Regions from separate parts of the Salmo salar genome. Here region 2 is linked to region 1. A link is a contact called in public Hi-C data. All regions are on one chromosome and are shown on one strand. Each heading gives the region's core, a stretch centred on a gene start, on an enhancer-like site or on the middle of the called end of the contact. The rest is flanking DNA. Distances are from core to core; before and after follow the strand shown.

The links. A called contact is a pair of places that touch in the nucleus more often than the background predicts.
Region 2: a Hi-C map of gill shows a contact between it and region 1, with 2.3 times the contacts expected there. The contact joins the promoter of LOC106613746 here to the promoter of cirbpb in region 1. A contact is called at or near these places in 2 of 3 Hi-C or Micro-C datasets (gill and muscle).

Annotation. Positions count from the first base shown.
Region 1 is chrssa10:20,687,402-20,694,849 of Ssal_v3.1, forward strand. It overlaps cirbpb (cold inducible RNA binding protein b), which reads right to left and starts at 1,741. Exons shown (of 8, transcript XM_014216311.2): 1 at 1,454-1,741; 2 at 324-433. The coding sequence starts at 423.
Region 2 is chrssa10:20,959,952-20,967,299 of Ssal_v3.1, forward strand. It overlaps LOC106613746 (serine/threonine-protein kinase STK11), which reads right to left and starts at 2,078. Exons shown (of 10, transcript XM_014216320.2): 1 at 1,911-2,078. The coding sequence starts at 1,936. It overlaps fstl3 (follistatin-like 3 (secreted glycoprotein)), which reads left to right and starts at 7,243. Exons shown (of 5, transcript XM_014216321.2): 1 at 7,243-7,348.

The DNA.
Region 1 (7,448 bases), core at 491-2,990:
TCTGTGTTACTCAGAAGCTGTTCTTTAACATTGAATACAAAGTATAACACCAGAACCAAAGTCACCTTTGAACCATTAACACCACATTTCCGGCTATTACGTGCATTTCGCCATGGCTAATGTGTAATTTCTCAAATTCATTGGTTTTGGAATTAAATTCACTGACTAATTATATTGGTTATTATTATCAGATTTAAATATATATTAGGGCGAGTTTAGTCATTTCGCACGTTTTCCCCATCCCGATTGTATTCTTTAATTTAAAAAACGGCCCGCCTAAAGATTACGATGGCAGAAAAATCCCTGATCTGGGTGCAACATACCTTTAGCAATGTTTCCATATTTTGAAAACGCCTCTTCCAGTGAAGTTTCATCGGTGTCAAAACACAGTCCTCCAACAAAAAGCTTCCCTTCGTCAGACATCTTGGATTATCTTGAAGGGGAAAAAATTAAGAGTATGACCTGCAAACATAGTTCATAAATCTGAGAATGGCAACACATGCTCGCTGTTTGAAGAATGTGACCAAGTCCTGTAAAAAAAAGTTAGAAAATCACCAACTGGCTTGCGGATGGCACCACGAGATGCCATACATTTTAAGCGACAGAACGCCATTTTCTTCCACCCATCGGCTCGATTTCAAATGCGTGGAGTAGCCATGTTTTAACCCGTGCAGTAAAGTCAGTTACCTAGCTATGCATAATGTATAATTTAGCTGGCCAACTTAACTAGCTAGTTACACGGGAATGTTGTTAATTCTCAAAAGATGGCGATTAACTAACTAGATAGTGACGCTAGACAAACACCCACAACTCCCAGTCCCAAACAAAGCCAGACCAGTTAGCTGGCCAACGTTAGCCGACTAAACCAGTCAAATTAGACATTTCAAGCCACTCGGTACACATGGCATGGCCCAGATATTGCCCATCCTGCAACGTAAACTAGCGTATTAAAGGGTAGTTAAAGTTAACTAAACAGCGGCAGCAAGTAACATTACTTGCCACGCAGTGCAAAAATCGTAGCCTGCTAACGTAGATGCATTAACGGTACTGTAGTGAACGGCCATTTTGTAGGGACTGTAGTAACTGACGACTGCTAGTTAACGCTGCTTTTAGACCGACTTTGAAATACCATCCAGCTGTAACGTCAAATAGTGAAGATACGAGTAAAAAGTGTCACTCAAAATAGAGTAAGGTTGAAGGACAAGTCAAATTACATGCGAACTGGGGTCGAGTAACGTTAATCAAAGGCTAACGTTAATCTATTCTCCTTCATCGACTAATAAACGTCAGCTTGTCTAAATTGCAGAGCTAGCTAACTTTAACTAGCAAGTAATTCGTCAAAGACAATAACTTCCCAAAGGAACGCAAACTGCAGGGTCGAAATGAACAATGCAATTTTACTAGGCCTAGGTTTCCCCCGCTAATTATTAGAATTGGGTGGATCTCTACTCACCTCTGTGTAGTTTGGCGCCGTCTGAGAAAGATGTTAAAATGGCTCCTGTTTATGAGCTCTTCTTCTTCTTCGTGTGGTCTTCCGTTATAATAGACGCTTTGTTGCGTATTGCTGCCTTTCACAGGTCAGAGTGTGAATTGCACATTTTGTTCACAAAAAAAAAGGATCTACCTGCAGACCGCTGTTATTACATGCTACATTCCGCGCCCACTGCCAAACACACCAAGACAGTTCAGGAGACTGAAAAGATTTGGTATGGGTCCCCAGATCCTCAAAAAGTTCTGCAGCTGCACCATCGAGAGCATCCTAGTATGGCAACTGCTCGGCATCTTGACCGTAAAGGCGCTACAGAGGGTAGTGCGTATGGCCCAGTACATCACTAGGGCCAAGCTTCCTGACATCCAGGACTTATATACTAGGCGGTGTCAGAGGGAGGCCCAAAAAATGATCAAAGACTCCAGTCACCCGAGCGCCAAGTCTAGGACCAAATAGCTCCTTAACAACTTCTACCCTCAAGCCATAAGACTGCTGAACAATTAATCAAATGGACATCCAGCATGTTTATATTGACCTCACTTTAGTTTATTTAGTAAATATTTTCTTAACTCTATTTCTTGAACTGCCTTGTTTGTTAAGGGCTTGTAAGTAAACGTTTCACGGCGCATGTGACAAATACAATTTGATTTGATGTGCCACAGACTAGGTAGATACTGCACCGGATGTATAAATGTGAAGCATCCGTTTGGCGTTTCCACTCACTACCATGTATGGTGATGAAAGGAAGCCCATTGGCCGGCAGTGGGAGAAAACGGAGCAAGAGGGATTTTGGCCGACATTTTGCTAATTTTATCATTGATGAAACATGTGATCTCCATACAGTTTTCTTTTTCCAAAACTAGAATCTGTAACAGAGTGGACTGCGTTTTGTAGACTTTACCCTTTGCCAAAGTTTCTAAAAATGGTGTTATTTTTTAAATATTTTAGAGTGCAACGCTGTGTTGGGTTGCCTTCGCTAGCTAGCGACTTCCCTCGCCGTAACGTTACCAGAACTGTGGGAAAGCAGTGCTAAGTAGGCGGGGGAAAAGGACGCTAGGGTTTTCTCATTTGGAAAATGTCCATCCTCCGTCCTCGTTAGTAGGCAAACGGACGACTGTCCTCCCCTCCACGATAGCCCCCTTTTGACAAGGAAGTGTCCTTTGTGGAAAAGTTTTGAAGTCTGCCACACCCGCTGTGAATCAGCTATTGTTTTCTCTAAGGAGAAAAAGCATGGAAACATTAAAAAACGATGACCTTTTTCAAACGGATGACGGAGGAGTTGAGAAAATACTACTGTACCGGTGTTCCCTAGCTAGCGGCCTCCTTTAATGTTTTTTTTGGGACGGTTGGCATCCAACATTGGTGCATTACCGCAACTGTGCTGTAGTGTGGGCCAGAGGAACCACATATAGTGCGCGGGGCATGTAGTAGAGGACATCTAAATTGACTGGGGGAGGGGGTCAGTGGCCCAAAATATTTTTTTTATTGGGCCCAGGGGAGGGTAGTGTGTTTTGACCCTGGTTTACATTCACCCTTCTACTCATATTTTCCCTATAAACAATGGCTTGACTTACTTTTTATATTACCCTAATAAAGTTTAGAAACGTTTGTAGAGGTTTTGTATGGTGTGGTTATTATTAAACTTTAGCTACTGCAGGACTATGATATGAAGGCAGTGTGCCCCGGAGCTCCAACTGGATCAACACTTGAGGTGAGGAAGTCTGTTTCAGGCCTACCAGAGTTACTCTTATCTAACAACATAATGCTTGTCTTTATAAAAAAAAAAACATTTAGATAGAATTTTTATGAATTAGCCTCCTGTACGTCTATATCTAAATCGCAGACGCAGTAGCCTTCTGGCATAAAGAAATCTCAGTGTTGTAGCATGCCTCTGGCATATCTCTCTCTATCTCTCTGGGGTTAGGCCTAAGCTTCTCTTCCTTTATATAGGCTATATATAGTGCATTTGTAAAGTATTCAGTTTTTCCACATGTTGTTACGTTACAGCCTTATTCTAACATTTATTCAATTGCCCCCCTTCAGCAGTCTACACACAATACCTGCAAAACACCAGTCTCAACATCAACAGTGAAGAGGTGACTCTGGAATGCTGGCCTTCTAGGCAGAGTTGCAAAGAAAACACCATATCTCAAGACTGGCCAATGAAAAGAAAAGATTAAGATGGGCAACAGAACACAGACACTGGACAGAGGACCTCTGCCTAGAAGGCCAGCATCCCAGAGTTGCCTCTTCACTGTTGATGTTGAGACTGGTGTTTTGCGGGTACTAGTTAATGAAGCTGCCAATTTAAGACTTGTGAGGCGTCTGTTTCTCAAACTAGACACTCTAATGTACTTGTCCTCTTGCTCAGTTGTGCACCGGGGCCTCCCACTCCTCTTTCTATTTTGGTTAGACACAGTTTGCGCTCTTCTGTGAAGGGAGTAGTACACAGCGTTGAATGGGATCTCAGAACAAAAATAGATTGACAAGTTTCAGAAGAAAGTCCTTTGTTTCTGGCCATTTTGAGCCTGTAATCAAACCCACAAATGCTGACGCTCCAGATACTCAACTAGTCTAAAGAAAGCCCGTTTTATTGCTTCTTTAATCAGAACAACAATTTTAAGCTGTGCTAACATAATTGCAAAAGGGTTTTCTAATTATCAATTAGCTTTTTAAAATGATAAACTTGGATTAGCTAACACAATGTGCTATTGGAACACAGGAGTGATGGTTGCTGATAATGGGCCTCTGTACGCCTATGTAGATATTTCATAAAAAATCATCTGTTTCCAGCTACAATAGACATTTACTACATTAAAATGTCTACACTGTATTTCTGATCAATTTGATGTTATTTTAATGGACAAAAAATTTGCTTTTCTTTCAAAAACAAGGACATTTCTAAGTGACCCCAAAATTTCTAACAGTAGTGTATGTAAATAAGGTATTTCTGTAATTTTATATATATATATATATATATATATATATATATATATATATATATATTTGCAAACATTTCTAAAACCCTTGTTTTCGCTTTGTCATTATGGGGTTTTGTGTGTAGATTGATGAGGGGAAAAAAATTATTGAATCAATTTTGAACAAGACTGTGACGTAACAAAATGTGAAAAAAGTCAAGGGGTCTAAATGCTTTTCCGAACGCACTGTATATATATTTATTAAAATATTTATATCATACAGTGGACACCTAAGCCTATAGGCCTATGTATGCAATGCCCTGATACATTTAGTACTCAAATCTCTGACAGCTGAACCGTGAGGTGGACCATTATTATTTTAAGAATAGTGATTTTTGTCATTGTTATAGCTGTTTTTAAGGACACGTTAATGTGGCTCATTTGGCCAACTGTCTGCTCCAGGTCCGATCTGAATGCATATGGATGTCCGGTAAATTTCTCAAATGTCTTGTAAATTAAAATCGGCGCTTCATTTTCCTAAATGAAACTCTGAAATGTTTTTATGAAGATTTTAGAATATTCCCATGAAACTCTGTCGTTAATTGGATGGAAACTTAGCTATAGACACCCTAAAGACTCTGGCAAGTGTGCTAGTCCAGTGTCACTTTGATTATGCACATCATGGTTCACCAGGAGTCCCAAACATCTAAAGAATAAGTTACCAGTCAAACAAGCTTGTAAGAATTGTACTTAAACTCCCCTCTCAGACTTATCTGGAGGTTGAGCATCTTTTTGTCTGTATCTTTGTAATGCGTCTGTATTTATGAAATTGAATATGTATTTGTGTAAAAAAAAATAGGGACCACAATGGAAATAAGTCCCAACTTTATTGTACAATCCCGGTCACTTTGAAAAATCTTTGTGTATAAATGTATTTTTTTAACTGATAAATAAAGTCAATCAATTAATCCTAATTGTGCAGTGGCCAACTGATGAATGGAAAAAGACATCTGTTACAAAACACCAAAAAGTTTGACATTTGGAGATTATCAATCCAAGCCTTCGATATTGGTTAAGCCTACAAGATAGGGATCTATTTTCTGTTTGTCGATATTGACATAGTCTCTTTATTGTGGTGTTGCAAATACAAACTGTGATACTAAAGTGCCCGAAGTCGGTATGCTTTGTTTAGTGGTTATGTGGTGCATTGGCACAGAAACCTGTTGGTGGAAAAATAGTTGCATATATTTTATATCATTGTAAATATTGAATCAAAATGTATAAAATCTGATTCCCCTAGCTGATCATTGTCTGCAGTCGGCTCTGATAGTGAAGTAATGAAACAGGCAGGGAGAGTGAGTTTGTCTGTGGAGGTCCGCAAACTCTCAATCTTCTGGCCCGTAGCCCTGTGTGGCATCGACGGTGCCACAAAAGCATATTGAAGTGGCCGTATACACATTGATAAACACATGGTCGCTACAGTTATTGTTATTTTTGGTCATAAACATCATTTTGAGTTCATTCTAAGAGGGGAGAGGATGTTACATTTATTTTACAGTGCAAGGGGAGCGTCATGTGAAAATATGTTTAATATTGGGGAATGGAATTGCATGACACTTTGAGTTGGACCAGCCCCCCCCCAGTAAATTTCGATCTTTCCAATTACCGTAGTCCCCAGATAGACATGGCAAAAAAAGGGGAAAAGGGGAATGGTAAAAAATTTATTAGACTACCATCTAACCCTACATATATGCCACTATCCCCAACAAACCCATTACCTCTTCCCACTACTTTGGCCCTAACAGATTCTACACCAGGCTGTCGCTCTGGGAGGATGGGACCCCTTCTCTCAAATCTCCCTCTAGTTCTTCTGTACTAAAATCTCGGACACCCAAAAACATCTCTACTGCTACTACTTCCAAATCAATCTTCTGGGATTTCCGTTCCATCTGTGGCATACAATTAATGACTATAGAAATAAATGCCAAGAAGCCAACCTTACTAAACTGTTTCGGGTCACTCTGTACTGGCCTACTACTACTCACAGGGATCCTCTCAGTCTCCCTAACCCTTTGCCCATCATCCATCTACTTTCTTCACTGCATGACACTTTCTTCACTGCTCGAACCCTGGCAACCTCAAACTATCTCTCTCGCACCAGACATTTCTGATCCCCAGCAACATGGGCACCCCCACAATTGACATACAGCTTTTTCTACTGAAACGAAACACTCCTTTGTCCTTCGCCCTCCTGCACACTTCTTAAATCTCAGAATCTCCCTCCTACACTCTTCTGAAACATTACCATAAGTTTGACAGCTAAAATACTGTAGTGGGTTAGGAACAAAAGCTCTCACTGGATAACATATTCTAGCATGAAGCGCTAATTCTTTCTGGGCGGAGGACACACAGAAAATCAACACAAGTCCACTTTTGGTTTATTTGACTGAGTTAAAAGTACCCAGCTTCTTGTTGCCGATGACGTGGACGTTTTGAGCTTTCACTAACCAATTCCATCTTGAGTTTTTTTGGAGAGGAGCATGTAAACATCACTCCCATTGTTGATTCATACGTGAGTTTAGTAGGCTTGTATTCGGGAGACTAAGGTTTTTACGGTTTGCACTTGGCGCCATTCTTTCTGCATTGCGTCATCCTCCCTTCCCCTCTCTGTTTATGAGCATCTGTGTGAGTCATGAATAAATAACTAAAGTTGTGTGTGTGCATGCCTCGAGTAGTTTCTCCGCAGTCCAGTGGGTGGCGGTAAAGCAACAGTATAGTTCACATCATAACCACCCTGTTGTGGACAAGTAGGCCAAATAAAATAAAATCTTGTGGGTAGGCTAGGTCTACTGTATTTTCAATCATTCTCTTAAGACGTGTGGTATTATTGTCACGTTATCTTGACTACACTTGGTGTAAGAGTTAGACTGACAGTTGCAGGAACCTGAGTTCGAGCAAATATTAAACTAACCCAAGAAAGGACATCTGCTTTGTTTCAAATGAGAGAAAGGATGCACCGTGGGCAGAACAAGCCAGTTTCC
Region 2 (7,348 bases), core at 828-3,327, 270 kb after region 1:
ATTGCACTATGAAATAATAATGCATTTTCACCAGCACTCACAACAAAAGATACAGGGCAAAAGTAATTTGAACAACCTTCATGTTGTTTTATCTTCTGGCCTTTCAAAGGCAAGATTTATTGAGATAAAAATTTGTGTCCTGAAAAGCTCAATTTACATTCCACTTCAAATCAATAGTGAGGTTAATTTTACATTCAGTAATTCCTCAGAGTAACTCCTGAAGTACATAATCTGACTAGAAGCTTATTCACACACCAAAACAACAAATCCATCATCAGCACAGATAGCTTATTCTGTAGATCAACACTAAAAACACTGAAAAGCCATGCAAAGCATTCCACATACTTTTTAACATTTTGCTCCCCATTGGGGATGCGTCTCAGCTTCTTCTTCTTGAGGATCTTGACTGCCCTCCTGCAGAGGGTCTCAGAGTCCAGCATCTCCTTCACCTTCCCGTAGGAGCCCTCCCCCAGCAGGTCTCCCATCAGGTACTTCCCAATCAGCTTGGCCTTCTTCCTCCGCGGCTCGTAGATGACTTCAGTGGAGTCGATGCGGTGGATGAAGGTTTGCATGCACATGGTCAAGTCGTTCTCCAAATAGTCCATGTGTTCATGGATGTCCTCGTCATTCATGGTTGCCGCTTCCCTTCAGCAACGTGACTGTTCTTTAATACTACTGTACTGTTTGTTTCTGGATGCCCTGGGTCGGACAATATGAAATTGCAAGAAAAATATTCCAATACTGAATATTGAAATGCAGGATGTTGCAACTGCAGAAAGGCTACAGAATGTTCTCCTTAACCTGCTGACCATGCAGCACTGCTTGAGCAGATAAGTGAGTGGATTGGGTTTGGGTACTGTCCAATATTACACTGTCTACAGTGTCTGGCTATGGTATGAGGGAATGGTTTGGTTCTTTGTTCTCTGATGATATAGGCCTATTCCCTCCTTCTTAGCCATGTCCTTGTGACACCTGGGACATGCAGTGTTGTGATGTGTGCAGCTTTCTTTGGTTCTTGGTGAATGTCATGTTTTGGGCAACTTAATTGTGAATCTGGTATATGATTTTCATTGAGTTCTTCTACAATGTTTAGCTGATCTAATTTTCTACCTCCATCCCATGTACCGAATAAATCCGGGGTACTTGCCAAGACTGCAAAACTGGTCTGCCAGCGTCAATGAATCGTTGCAGGGATCCTCAGATCTGCATTACAAATGCACAATCGCATAAGCATTTTGATAAAATCGCATAAGCATTTTGATGAAATTCACATCATGAGATGGCACCTTCCAAATGCTTGGAATATGACAAATACACACTACCAATGACATGGATGTGCTATCATAACGATTTACATTTGAATACTATCTCCAATTACAACAAACAATGCTAAATATTCTTGTGAACATCACATCCATTCAACAACAATAGCAGGTCATGGGTAATATACAGTAATCAGTGAGATAGGAAAGTGCAAACCAGCAGATAGCGAGCGAGGCTAGATAGCTTCCGTACGGGCACACAGAGGCACAATAACAATTCTGAGATTCGATTCATTGTAGCAGCCAACTCTTGTGTAATAACAATATCTCCCCAACTAGCTAGCCTGTTTGCCAAATAGCTCTTCACTACTGTAACGCTTCGCAGTCACATCCACAAACCAAGCAATGTTATTAGCATTCGGCTAGCTAGCTTAGCAAGCATACTAGATAGATAGCTAGTTAGCTAGCTAGCTAGCAAGCATACTAGATAGATAGCTAGCTAGCTAGCTAGCTAGCTATGTACGACCAACCTGCTAGATAACGTAACGAACGCTGCATTTATTTCACGTCCCCTGCCGCCACGTCATTTTTCATAACATTTGCAGTTACGGGGTACATGTTTTGTATGTTGAAAGAGGTCAACTTTACCTTGTATGCCACTTGACCGATATCATCGATTGCCCATGTAGAAGTGCTGGATGTCAGAAACGCCTCCATCTTGTTTACATACTCCATGCTCCAAACCAAAGACAGTAGAATATGAAGATAGGGTCAAACTGCTTCTCCAATAGAAATCCCCGATCACAGTTGTAGGCGATGTCATGGCGACGTTGACTAGCAAAGCGCATGCGTATAAATACGTAATCGTGTCTAATGGCCGTCTCGCGCTAAATTCAAACAAATCAAAGGCACTCCTTCGATATAAAGTTGTTTTAGACTAAAATAAAAACGTTTCAGTTTGTCACTTTCTCGAGATTGGAGTAGTAATATGTTCAACTACTTAAGTACTTGTCTTGAATCTAGGTTGTGCATTTAGATTTCGAGAAAATTAACAATTAAGGAATACTTTTTAATTTCTCTCATTAACTCATTCTCTCATTAACTTAAGCCCCAAACCCCGGCCTGGTCTGTTTGGTCTGTTTCGCAAGCGTTCCCGGAAGTCTCGCGATGTTGGCCTCTGGGTTTAGAAACGCTGTGTCCAAACCATAGAAATTCACCATGCAGAAATATATTTCAACCGTTAAGAATTGTGGTATAAGAATACATGGCGTGATCCTCCGAGGGGTTAAAATTCTCCATATCAAAGTCATACAGTAGTCTGCTACTAAGGTTGGTTATTCTCAAAAAATAAAAAATGTTTTTACCATGTGTAGTTTTTTCTGTAGAACAGGACGGTTTCTGTGAGTTGACCTCAATGAAAACATGTCTATGAGCAAAGGATTGAGGGCCCTGTGAAAAGGCCCTATCATGTCAATATCAGCTGGTGAGGCTGCATAAATACATTATTGGATTATGCTAATAAATTATAATAATGATTTTATTCAGCCTTCTCTTATGTGGATGTGATTGTTACCACTCACCAGTTGATGGCAGCACTGGTAGATTCTATTTTTCTGGACCAAATGCAAAGTGGCCCCAATGATACAGTGGCACATTACAACACAGCCTACAAGTAAACAGACAGATGGATGGAAAGAGAAAAGACAGACATACAAACAGAAGACAGAATATATGATCAATAGGTTGATATAACATATATCCTTAGTCATATAGCTTTGAGAAGACCCTAGATTCCACACATACTTCAATTTCATGCTGTTTCACAACATTTCTCCAACTTGAAAGGTCCCATCAGTATTGCTTTGCCATAGAGTACATAAATAATGGAGATTTGAAGTGGTTAGTCTGGGTTGTCATGCATTGGCCTCATTATCTGTGTGGCCCAATGATCCAAACCATGTGAGCTGCTGCAGTGACCCAGTGCTCCAGCCCACCCACTGCACCACTCTGACGGGTCCGCATTCCTGCTGTGCCCTAGGGTCTCTGTACAGCAACAGAAGGCAACATCATTCATCACAACTTACAGCAACAGCATATGCTACTTTAATTTTCTCCACCATCAAAGGGACTACATTAATGCCAGAGACAGACAGATGGGAAGATTGACACAACTTTGGCTCCCAAGCAACATCATACTCCACAGAAGAAAGAGGCAGTGAGAGGGGACAGAAGAAAGAAAGGAGCCGGGGGGGGGGGGGCTGAAAGGTATTTCATTTCCACAGAAATCAATTGGCTAGCAGCCAGATGTGTCCATGTAGACCACAAGGACAGCTCTCTGATAAACAACCAGGGATCCAGGGATGCAGGAAGAATGATGGAGGCATACATCTGGCTAAAATGGGGCTCACTCTGCCATTCTCACTTTGGGGTTCTATCAGTGAAATGAGTGCCAGACAGGGTTACAGATCAACTGATTACATGTATTACATGTAATCAGTTACATGTAATTTGATTGCAAAAAAACTCTAACTGTAATCAGTTACTTAACCAGCAGAAATATTGTAATCAGATTACAGATACTTTTGAATAACTTGATAATTACTTCAATTCAGAAAGGATGTCGGTGAGAGAGAAAAAGAAACATTATGACGCCTTTCTGTTTTCTCAATGACATTCAATTCAGCATTGAAAAAAGGCGCAAGTTTAAGTTTGTCCCACCTGAGCGAGTCTGACTACAAGTCAAAGACCACTATGATGATACACCAAATGAGTTTGATGGATCCTTTTAGTCTTCTTCTAATGCCTCTTAAGGTGAAAGTAATCCAAAAGTAACAGTAATCAGAGTGTGTTACTGAGTTTGGGTAATCCAAAAGATTCCAATTTTGGACAGGTAACTAGTAACTTTTAACAGATTACATTTTGAAAGTAACCTACCCTGCCTTGGTGCCAGTCCCCCTCCAAGCCACCACAATCACCTGCCATCGCTCTGATACAGATGTTTTGTATCTGCTTCTGCTTCTCTGCCTTGGTGGCCCTGTCGCTGTTGAAGACTGACTTGGGGCCACAAATTGATTTTATCACGTATTAGCTTTAATGTGCCCTCCCTCATAAAAAGTGAAAAAGCCTGTCCCCTAGCTTGCCCAAAGACTGATAACCAATCTCTAATATGTGGGTATTTATCTAACCACATCGAGCTCAGTGGTAGTTGAGACTGTCTATAGGCAGGATGTGTCTGATTTCATTGGTTAGTTAATGATACAGATTCACTTTGCATACAGTTTAGGTTAATCTATAGTGCAATAATAGTCAGTAGAGTTGAGGAAATTAGGCTCATCTGCACTGAGGGAAATTAAGAATCATTATTGAATTCTTATTAAACTATTCTTTATTTTTGAGTTAATTAACCCATAAGCAAAATCTGACACACATCCACAAAGCACTGTGTACTTGTGTAACAGCAGTCTCCCATAATCACATCTCACAATCTGCTGAGTTTCGTTTGGAGGAGAGAACATGCAACACAAACCAGACAGAACCTAGACGACAGAGCCAGACAAGTGTAAAGAGACTGCTTCCATTTGCAAAGAAAATATTCCTAATAAGTCACTATGGTCACTACACTCTTAAAACAATCCAGGCTATAAGAAAAGCTTCATGTCATACTGTGCATTTGGAAAGTATTCAGATCCCTTGACCTTTTCCAAGTTGTTACATTACAGCCTTAAATTGATTAGATTGTTTTTCCCCCCTCACCAATCTACACACAATGCCCCATAATGACAAATATTTTTGATATATTTTTGAAAAAACTGAAATATTATATTGACATAAATATTCAGACCCTTTACTCAGTACTTTGTTGAAGCACATTTGGCAGCGATTACATCCTTGAGTCTTCTTGGGTATGACACTACAAGCTAAGGACACCTTATTTGGGGAGTTTCTCCCATTCTCTCCAGATCCTCTCAAGCTCTGTCAGGTTGGATGGGGAGCAATGCTGCACAGCTATTTTCAAGTCTCTCCAGAGATGTTCGATTGGGTGGCTGGGCCACTCAAGGACATTGAGAGACTTGTGAGGTCCTGAGTGTTCTGGAGCAGGTTTTCATCAAGGATCTCTCTATACTTTGCTCCATTCATCCTTGCCTCAATCCTGACTAGTCTCCCAGTCCCTGTTGCTGAAAAACATCTCTACAGCATGATGTTCCCACCACCATGCTTTACCGTAGGGATGGTGCTAGGTTTCCTCCAGACGTGACGCTTGGCATTCAGGCCAAAGAGTTCAATCTTGATTTCATCAGACCAGAGAATCTTGTTTCTCATGGTCTGAGAGTCTTTAGGGGACTTTTGGCAAACTCCAAGCAGGCTGTCATGTGCCTTTTACTGAGGAGTGGCTTCCGTCTGGCCACTCTACCATAAAGGCCTGATTGGTGAATTGCTGCAGAGATGGTTGTATTTCTGGAAGGTTCTCCCATCTCCACAGAGTAACTCTTGGTCACCTCCCTGGTTCTTGGTCACCTCCCTGACCAAAGCCCTTCTCCCCGATTGCTCAGTTTGGCTGGGCGGCCAGCTCTTGGAAGAATCTTGGTGGTTCCAAACTTCTTCCATTTAAGAATGATGGAGGTCACTGTGTTCTTGGGGACCTTTAATGCTGCAGAAATTGTGCCTCGACACAATACTGTCTCGGAGCTGTACAGACAATTCCTTCAACCTCATGGCTTGGTTTTTACTCTGACATGCACTGTCAACTGTGGGACCTTATATAGACAGGTGTGTGCCTTTCCAAATCATGTCCAATCAATTGAATTTACCACAGGTGGACTCCAATCAAGTTGTAGAAACATCTCAAGGATGATTAATGGAAACAGGATGCACCTAAGCTCAATTTCGAGTCTCATAGCAATTTTGAGTCTCACCCTGCTCCTCCGCTCTCTCCACTGGCTTCCAGTTGAAGCTCGCATCCGCTACAAGACCATGGTGCTTGCCTACGGAGCCGTGAGGGGAATGGCACCTCCGTACCTTCAGGCTCTGATCAGTCCCTACACCCAAACGAGGGCACTGTGCTCATCCACCTCTGGCCTGCTGGCCCCCCTACCTCTGAGGAAGCACAGTTCCCGCTCAGCCCAGTCAAAACTGTTCGCTGCTCTGGCACCCCTATGGTGGAACAAGCTCCCTCACGACGCCAGGACTGCGAAGTCAATCACCACCTTCCGGAGACACCTGAAACCCCACCTCTTTAAGGAATACCTAGGATAGGATAAAGTAATCCTTCTAACCCCCCCCTAAAAGATTTAGATGCACTATTGTAAAGTGGTTGTTCCACTGGATATCATAAGGTGAATGCACCAATTTGTAAGTCGCTCTGGATAAGAGCGTCTGCTAAATGACTTAAATGTAAATGTAAATGGGTCTGAATACTTATGTCAATAAGGTATTTCTGTTTTTGCTTTGTAATAAATTTGTAAACAATTCTAAAAACCTGTTTTCACTTTGTCATTGTGGGGTATTGTGTGTAGATTGCTGAGGATTTCAATTTGTTTAATCCATTTTAGAATAAGGCTGTAACGTAAAACAATGTGGAAAAAGTCAAGTGGTCTGAATACTTTCCGAAGGAACTGTATTTCCTATTATCGGTATACCATTTTTTAAAAGACAGAATTGTGATATTGTTCTTATTGATTATAGCTAACATTGTCCACAGAGCAAATGATCTCTATGTAACACAATTGAAAGCTGAAAAGTGCTAAAGTGGTTCTACATTATTTGAAATATTTATATGAAAAATGATGTATTACTTATGTCCATATAATAATTTAAAATGATGCAAAACCAATTCGAAATGTGGTATGCCTACTTTACAATCACAATAACATTATCAGAAGATGCATGGTGCAGTTACATCTGTTGCACTCTGGTGAGGGGACGTCTCACGTAGAACACTGTCCGTTCCAGCATTTTAACTGGCTGAGACCATTGCCTATCCCAGCAGCATAACTCAGTGGGTTAGGCCAAAATATTTATAAAGAGGGGAACAACATCACTAACAACACATTCATTCACTTAAGAGAGAGAACTCTGCGAACTTCTCC